Regions from separate parts of the Rattus norvegicus genome. Here regions 1 and 3 are each linked to region 2. The links are chromatin contacts, called in public Hi-C maps. All regions are on one chromosome and are shown on one strand. The core of a region is the stretch at or near the end of the contact, and the rest is flanking DNA. Distances in the headings are between cores, read along the strand shown. Region 1 holds the start of Zdhhc2 (zinc finger DHHC-type palmitoyltransferase 2). Region 2 holds the start of Micu3 (mitochondrial calcium uptake family, member 3). Region 3 holds the start of Cnot7 (CCR4-NOT transcription complex, subunit 7).

Evidence for each region. Hi-C and Micro-C count contacts between places; a contact is called where the count stands out from the background.
Region 1: a contact with region 2 is called in a Hi-C map of liver, with 2.5 times the contacts expected there. The contact joins the promoter of Zdhhc2 here to the promoter of Micu3 in region 2. A contact is called at or near these places in 9 of 12 Hi-C or Micro-C datasets (the A7r5 cell line, the Rat2 cell line, Schwann cells and 5 more).
Region 3: a Hi-C map of the A7r5 cell line shows a contact between it and region 2, with 2.0 times the contacts expected there. The contact joins the promoter of Cnot7 here to the promoter of Micu3 in region 2. A contact is called at or near these places in 2 of 12 Hi-C or Micro-C datasets (the A7r5 cell line and Schwann cells).

What each region holds. Positions count from the first base shown.
Region 1 is chr16:58,580,254-58,582,953 of GRCr8, forward strand. It overlaps Zdhhc2 (zinc finger DHHC-type palmitoyltransferase 2), which reads right to left and starts at 1,263. Exons shown (of 13, transcript NM_145096.3): 1 at 916-1,263. The coding sequence starts at 1,042.
Region 2 is chr16:58,712,416-58,715,115 of GRCr8, forward strand. Micu3 (mitochondrial calcium uptake family, member 3) reads right to left here and starts at 1,431. Exons shown (of 14, transcript NM_001191892.1): 1 at 1,072-1,431. The coding sequence starts at 1,431.
Region 3 is chr16:58,477,614-58,480,313 of GRCr8, forward strand. Cnot7 (CCR4-NOT transcription complex, subunit 7) reads left to right here and starts at 1,269. Exons shown (of 7, transcript NM_001107313.1): 1 at 1,269-1,471. Vps37a (VPS37A subunit of ESCRT-I) reads right to left here and starts at 1,164. Exons shown (of 12, transcript NM_001024867.1): 1 at 800-1,164. The coding sequence starts at 924.

The sequences.
Region 1 (2,700 bases), core at 13-2,512, 130 kb before region 2:
GGCAGAAAGTTTACGTTAAGCTTCATAACTGTATTCCCTGCTTATGAATAATCAACCTCAAAAAAAAGGATCTTCAGTGCTGAAAGTGCTCCACCCACCAATTCAGAAGCTTTATCTTGGACCGGGGCCACTTGGCTGTCTGGATGCAAGAACCTTAGATGATGACTTTCCCCGCCCCACTTTCTATTATCCCAGCATCTAAACTACAGTCGTGTATTTCTCACAGGTCTTCGAAAAATACTTTCTAGTGGCTCGCCCCTTCTGCCTCTTTTTGAATTATAAAGTGGCTAGATATCAACTGTCAAACCACACAGGCTGTTACAACGGTAGTGAGTGAGCGCTGTCACAATGTGTTTTTAAAAGAGGGTCTATGTCCATCGGAAAAGAAGCTGGCTCTGCCACCCGAGGTTAAGGCCAGCATTTCCCCCCTCGCGGGTCTGGCGTAGCTTTGATTCTTGGCCCAGCTTCCAGCCCTCTGGCCTCCAGTGCAGCTTCCAGGCCTCAGCTCTCCATTGAGGCAGCAGACAGTGGAGACCACTGTGGTCCCCTGTTCTGTCCTGCCCAGCGAGGGGGGTGTGGCTGGGGTGGCAGTGGTGAGTGAAAGGCAGAGGGAGGTACTCTGGGGCCATATGTCCTGGGGTGGAGGTGACCCGGTAACCCGAAAGCTGCCGAGGGAAGCCAAGAGAGTTACAGAGGTCAACCAGGTTTCGAGGAGGCTGGCTGACCTCCGCTGGGGCGGAGGAGGGGAAGAAGTGGGGGTGGCAGACAGGCAGGTCCTGGAAAGCGCCCAGGGCGCGCAGCGGGGTGGGAAGAGCCCAGCGGATGCACTGAGTGGAAGCAATTGCGGAGCGGAGCAGTAGTCCCGGGATGGCGAGGGGGATGCGTGTGGGGTTCTGGACGTGGGCACCCACTTACCTATGCACAGCTGGATCGCGTAAGCATAGTAGGACCAGCCCAGAAGCAAGCTGATGAACACCACAGGGATCCAGTAGAGCACCCGCCGGCACCGCCGCCTCACGCCACCGGGGCCCGAGGGCGCCATCTTCCAGCCGCATACACCTGCCCAGCTCCTCCGCCGCCGCCGCCCGCGGGCCTGGCTCGGGGCCGGGCTCGGGGCTCCCGGAGCACCCGGCGGGACAGGCCCGGGGGCGGCGGCCGGCTGTGCTGCGGCCACCGCGGCCGCCGTGGCGCTAGCTCCCCATCCCGCGGCGGCGAGCGGGCGCCGCGGACTCCCGCTGCTCCGCCGGGCTGAGGCGGCGGCTCAGAGGCGGAGGACGAAGGCAATGAGGCGGCGGGAAGCTCCGCTCCGCCCCCGCCTGGTCCCCGCCCGGTCCCCGCCTCGCCGCCTCCCACTGCGCGGCGGGCTGCGCCCTGGGGCGGGGTACAGGGATCCGGGCTCAGACTCCCACGGCGCTCCGGGGCACGCGGCCACCCGTGCGTCCTTGCCGCGGGCCACCGCAGGGGTGCTGGAGGTGGAGACTCGATACCCACCTTGGCCCTCGCTCCCAGTGGGACAGTAATGAGAATTGACACTCGCTCTGGGTCACCCTCCCCAGACGCAAGCCACTCCCAGGGCGCGCTCCCGGATCGGAGGGGACACACTGCGCAGAGTCGCGCGTGGGAGGGACGAACGCCCCGGGACTCCAGCCAGTTGCTATCCCACTCCTCACCTGCCAGGCCCAGGAAGGACTGCGCCACTAAGTCCTTAGGCGCCCAGGCCCGCACCCCTGCATCCTGCCCAGAAAATTCTCGTTTTAACTTGTGGGTGCCAGTAAACTGGCTGAGAGTAGCCAAAGTGCGGTCAGTCCAGAACAGGCCAGCAAAATAAGTGTTTAGGCATGAGGACGCCTACGTAGGTGGTAGGTACCCAGATCGCCACCAAAGAGGGTTGTCAGAGGCCCTAGCCAGAGGGAGCAATTTGCATTTTATGTTGTAAATCCATTGACACTAACTAGAGTTAGGCATGGCAAATCTTTGCTGAGAGAAGATTCTCTTTTTCTGTGTTAAATTGTCTAGTGATTCTAAGAGTAAAGTTTACCACTCCCCCCTACCAAGAGTCAAGCAATTCCTTCTCTGCATTCTTTCCCATCCTATCCAGCCTGACAGTGTTTTCGATTGTGATAGCAATTCTAAATTTAGCATATTGTAGACTTCAAAGCGGTTGCCCTAACCACTGGAAAGGATCCTAATGGTAGTTAGAACAAACATCCCACAGTTAATTGTTGGTGAATGGAGAAAGATACACGTTTCTGAGATTGCCCCTCCCATTATATAAACAATTAGTATGTGTAACAGGTACCAGATATCATTAATGAAAACTATATTTAGGCCACACAACCTTATTGGATAGAATTACTTGATAAACGTGAATAGAATACGGAAGTATAGAAACCCAGCTCCAATCAAGTTCCCCTGGCTTTTCAATTATCTTCCTTAGACTGGATTAACTATCAAGCCAATGTCCCTGAAACAGCGACCACATCAATGCAAAAACAGCCTCACTCACTGGCATTCGAAAGTACCTAGGAAATAATCATCAGGCTGCTAAGGGACTTTAAGTCACTGAAATGTTCTAAGCCAGTGAGTCACCTTATTTTGCTGCGATGTTTTATTCTGTTTGGATATTGTCTAGGATGAACTAGAATGAAAGCACGACTTCCCTGCTTTCTTTAGCTCCTCCCGTAGAAATCAACTTCATTT
Region 2 (2,700 bases), core at 181-2,680:
TGTGTGTGTGGGGGGGGGGTTGAAAGTTGACAGTATTTGCTAATACTTCATTATTTATTTGCTTATTTATTTGTATAAAAGTACTTTACATAGTATGCTTATGACTTGGCACTAAGCAAAAGTACACAGCCTAGATTCCCTGGGCTGAATGCACTGCCAATCCTCATCCTAAACATAGAAAAGAAGTTGCATACTTGTACATCATCACTATAGACTTACATACAGGAGAAATAACACAAAATTTCATTAGGGTTAAAAGGGGCACAGCTGCTGTTTTTCTAAATTATCCCATCTAATCTTGTCACATTCTTCTAGCCAGATGTCAAAACATTCCCTAGGCTAATTCTCTAAGTCATTTACATAACAAATACAGAGAAGTGGGGGGAAAAGCCACACCTCTTACTCTTCTTGCCTTACAGTCTTTACCTTATATCAGAACTACACAACTGCTCTGTGCTTTTATATGCTTCTGCAGTTGGCTTCATGCATAGTTTACCACCTTTCATGACCTATCTTCTGGTTTGTGTTAATCCATTACTTCAGGGATTCTGGTTTTAACGCAAGAAAGAGAAAGAGAGATGTACTGCTTTTGAGTAATTGTTCTCTTTCTTGGCAACATCTCTCTTGGGACTAATGAGTCAGACTCTAATATCTAAAGACACCTTCAGAATGCATCCGGCATTCGCCTCCAGTACCGTTTTCTCTTGAGTTTCTCTTACTCATGCGGCCCTCCATCACTTCTTCGTGTTTATGCCTGTCAAGTCCCTTAGCTGTGACACTTGTGTCATGAGGGGATCTGGTTTGTATTTGGTTGCTCGATGGTAGCTGCAGCAACCAGAATTGTCCTGAGGCATGAGTGATCGAAACATCCTCATCTTTTCCCAGCATCCTTGTGCACAGGGACGCCTGACGTTGATCTGTGTTACAGAGTTCGCAGTGCTTCCACAGTGCTTCCAAGTGTCAGTCAAGTGTCACAGTGACCCCCCCCCCTCCAAAGCCCTCCCTCCCGGGGCAGGTGGGACACCTGACAACCCAACCTCCAGGGGTGCGCGCACGCGCTCAGGCACTTACCGTCTCCTTGGCAGCAGCCACCGGGATGGGCAGCAGCCCCCTGCCGCGGGGCGATTCGTCCAGCTCTGGGGCCACTAGCTCCGAGGGGTCGGCTCTGGGGTCCCCATACAGCTGGTAGCACACAAGGCCGACCAGCCCCCCGCCCGCTGCCGCCGCGATGCTCAGCTCACCCCAGCGCCGCCGCCGCCACGCCGCCTCCGCTACGGCCCCCTCGTCCTCTTCCCGGCCGGAGAAGGGCCGACCCGACATCCCCGGAGCCGTCCCCGCAGGCCGCCCCCATGGCGAGAGGAATGGCTGCTGAGGGGCGAGCGTCGGCGAAAGCCGAGGCGGCGGCCACAGAAGCCTCCGCAGCGCAGCCATAGCGGGAGCTGCGGGCCCAGCCGTGGGGAGTGGGGGCGGGAGAGGCGGTCTGAAATCTCGCGAGAAGTCGGAGCAGCGCTAGCGCTTGGAGCGGACGAGCTGTCGACCGTAGCCGGGACCCGGCTTACCCGAGAGCAGCCTTTGGATACAGGCGCACGTTGGAGAGAGCTCGAGGGCCGCCCAAGTCCAGGCTGTTCTCCATCGTGCTTCCCCAGCCCCGCCACGCAGTAGTAGAGGACAGTGCCCGTAGCCACGGCAACTAGCAAGGGAGCCCAACACCCGTGAACCGCTGGCCGGCGGAACTCCAGGAGCCGAGGCTGCGGGGTGACTCGGCGCCCCTCGGAGAGAGGCCCGGCTGCTCTCTGTGTTCTGCTCCGTGCTGGATCCTTACACGGTCCGAGTGCTCTGTGGTTGCATGCTGATGTTTGCTTCAAGTCATAAAGACCGCAGTTCTGAATTAATATTTGTGGGCTACATAAGGATGGCTTCTGGACTTTGGGCAAAGACAGGCTAATGATTTATAATTAGTGTTAATATTTTTAGGAAACACTAGTATACCTGAGAACCATTGCTCAATGTAGAGGAGGCCAAAGGGGAAAAATGGAAAGAATCAAAGGAGGAAGTTGATCGTGGAGAAGGATTAATTCAAAAACAAGTCCTGAGATTTTGAGATTTTTAGGAGCTAGCACATTAGATAGAGCCTTCAATCTCAGTTCTCACAGTCCCATAAGGAAGTTCACCATTATCCACTGCCACAAGTCCCTGGCCTGATGGTCACATGACCCTTTGTTCTCAGGTATCTCTTTGTTGGCAGTAACCAAATTTTTAGCGATGCACATATATATTCTAACACCAAGGCCAGTAAAATTCTAACCATGACCATTACACCTACTTAGTTTTTTTTTTTTTTTTAACATACTCTTCACATCATCAAGGTCTTTGCTATTGGTGCTTTACTGCCCAACTCCTCTTGTGTAGTCCTTAAAATCCCCATCTTTGCTTGCCACCTATTGGCAGGGACTTCTACATTATTTAAAGAATAGTATGGAATAGCCGCTCAGACTTACTACCAGTAAAGCTTCCCCCTCCGCCACCCAGAGCAAGCAAACTCATCTTATTGTCCTTCTTTTGTTCATTTGTCGTGGTGGTTTGAAGAAAAAACGACTCCCATAGGTTCATACAGAGTGGCACTATTAGGAGGCGTGGCCTTGTTGGAGTAGGTATGGCCTTGTTGGAGGAAGTGTGCCACTGGGGGTGGGCTTTGAGGTT
Region 3 (2,700 bases), core at 19-2,518, 230 kb before region 2:
TGAGAAGGCTTTTGAAAATCTAGAGTTTAATCATGTTGGCCTCTATACATAAAATATGCTGTGAAGCTGTTAATTAATTGTAAAACTAAAATATTGCAAAGCAGCTCTAATATTTGAAAACCTGTAGCAGCCACGGTCATATCTACTTTAAACAAAAAGATTGCAGCAAATGACTTTACAGCTTTTTTAAAGTCGAAATAATCTGAATTCCTGTATTTCTAGTTAGACTACGATACAATAAGCAAACTCAAAAGACAAACTCATATGATATATGGCAAGTCCTAAATGTGGAGCTAAATACAAGAAAGTGAGAAGTCTAAAGACTCTTACAAGACAGAGAGAGGTTATTGGAACAGGGTGAGCTCTAATTACAGATTCAAAAGGATTATCACCAGGACAGAGTTAACTAAAAACACTGGCTTCCCTTTCCTTCGATGTTGCAACAGTTTAATTTCTCACTTTGTAAAACTTGGGAATTATCTTCCCAAACTGTCTCTAACCAAGTGTTAGCATATTAACAATTCGATGCAAGGCTACAATCATCGGTGGATCAAAAGGAAAATTAGCGTGGAAGCTAGGGATGCTGAATATAGATAACTATCTCCGTGGAGATGAGAAAGTCAAGAGAAGGGCTGAACAGCAGTGGGCCACCAGCGACACACTCGGGAAGCAAGCGCCTAACCCATTGGAAGGACTATCAACAGGAGGCAGCTGGCGGAGCGGCCTGAGGAGCTGCACCGGTGTTGCAGGCAGCCCGCCCTCCTGTCCTACTTTACCCTCGGTCAAAGCCACCAGTCACCTGGAATGGGAGTTCCGGAGTGACTCGATCAGCCGCTGCTTCTGCTGCTGAAGACTGGTGAGGCCGGCAGGGGACCCGGCCGCGGAGGATGACGCGCTCTTGGTCAGGGGAAAGAGCCAGCTCATCCTCCTCGGGTCCCCGGGCCCGAGGCCCTAGAAGGTTCCGGCCTGCTCTTCCTCGCTTAGCCCAGTGGTTCCTCAGCGACCGAGCACGGCCGGGACCAGGCGCCAGGGGCCGCGCCTTCTCCGACACGCCGTACTCGCGAGTCCCAGGCTCCAGCCGGATTAGTTATCTCTGCGGACGGCTGGAAAAGGGCGACTCGCCTGCTGGACAGGACCCGGTGCGCTCTCGGCCAACACCACCCGGTCAGTTAGCTAGGCCCGTCGCCTGTCCGGGAGCTCCCCTGCCCAGCGTCAGTCACCTGCCCGGCCCGCCTCCTGAGAGCCCCGCCCACTCGGGGCTTGCGTCATCATGCCGCGCCCTCGATAGGACGTGCGAGGAGCGACGTCGCAGCGCTGGGCAGAGCGCAGCTCCGGCTCCCCTTTCCCCTTTGCAGGGCGAGAGCTGTCTATGGGGCTCCCTCTGCCGCCGCCGGTACCGCCACCGCCACCGCCGCCGGGTGCTATCTCTATGGCGAGGAGGAGGAGGAGGAGCGCGAGCTCAGAGACACAAGTAGATCCGGCGGGACCCGGGCGTGCTGGGGCAATGGGAAAGGGGCGGGAGTGGGAGCCGGAGAGGGCGCGCGATGGCGCCCGCTGAAGCGCGGCTGTGGTGGACAGAGCTGGCAGAGGGGGGGTATTAGAGGGGGAGGTAACGGGCCGGGGGCCTGTCTGGGGCGCGGCGCGCAGTGATGACGCCACCGCTTTGTACCTGGGACTTCGTTGTGGGAAGGAAATTGAGAGTGGAGGGCGGTGGCCTACTTCTGAACTAGTAGCTCCTCTTCGCGGTGGTTGGGAGTCAATCTGACTCTAGTAAATGCTATCAGCACCCTCGACCTGGCTGTGTGCCAGCGAAGAGAGTTATCCTTGACATGAATGCGTCTGTGCTTTCTTCACGTTGCCCACGGAGGACATGCGACCTCAGTAATGAGAAGGCCTTTGCTGCCTCTTCAGGGACCCTGAGACCGCAGTAGAGAAGAGGGGTGGAGGAGAGCGGTGTTAAATTACAGTGTTTCCGTAGTGTGTGAGTGTACCGACGTTGGCAGGAAGGAGAGTAAGAAAGAAGGCGTGCCCCTCATCACCTTTTGTTTCTGAGATTTCTCCAGCTTGCATTTACGAGTTTAGGACACAAAGCCATCCTCCTTTCACTCGTTTATTTTGTTGGGGGGGGGGGGGGTTATTGTTTGTTGGTCCCTGTTCGTCTCTATTAATTATCTCATCACTGTTTACCTTGTGAACCTTGTGTTTATGGCGTAAATATGAGGTCCCTTTTTGGCAGCCAGGAGAAATGTTTTTGAAATTAGAAATTTTTAAATGCTCACATTTCATTGCCTTCCTCCTTTCTCCCTCCCGCTATTTGAGCATTTATTTCTGAGATTGCCTGATGCTTTTCAAAACATTTTTTAAAAATAGTTCCTCCAATCTGGTTTGAATAAGATTTTAAATGTTTTGTTAGAAGAATAAAAGCAAGCATTCTATTAAGAAACGTTTGATTTCGTTAATTTCTTTTTTTTTTTTTTTTAAGCTTGAAATGGATCATAGTTTTGTGAAGAGTGAATTGAATTCGGAGCAGATCTTAGTGAGATTTATATTCACCTGGCAAATCGGTGTTGTGGTGCTTTTATTCCCTATATATTAGCTCTGTACCTTAAGAAAAGTAACTTTCTAAAACTTGATTTTGTTATGAATCATGAACTTTGAATAAGTAACCTAAGGTTTATACCAGCCCAGTTTTATAATTCA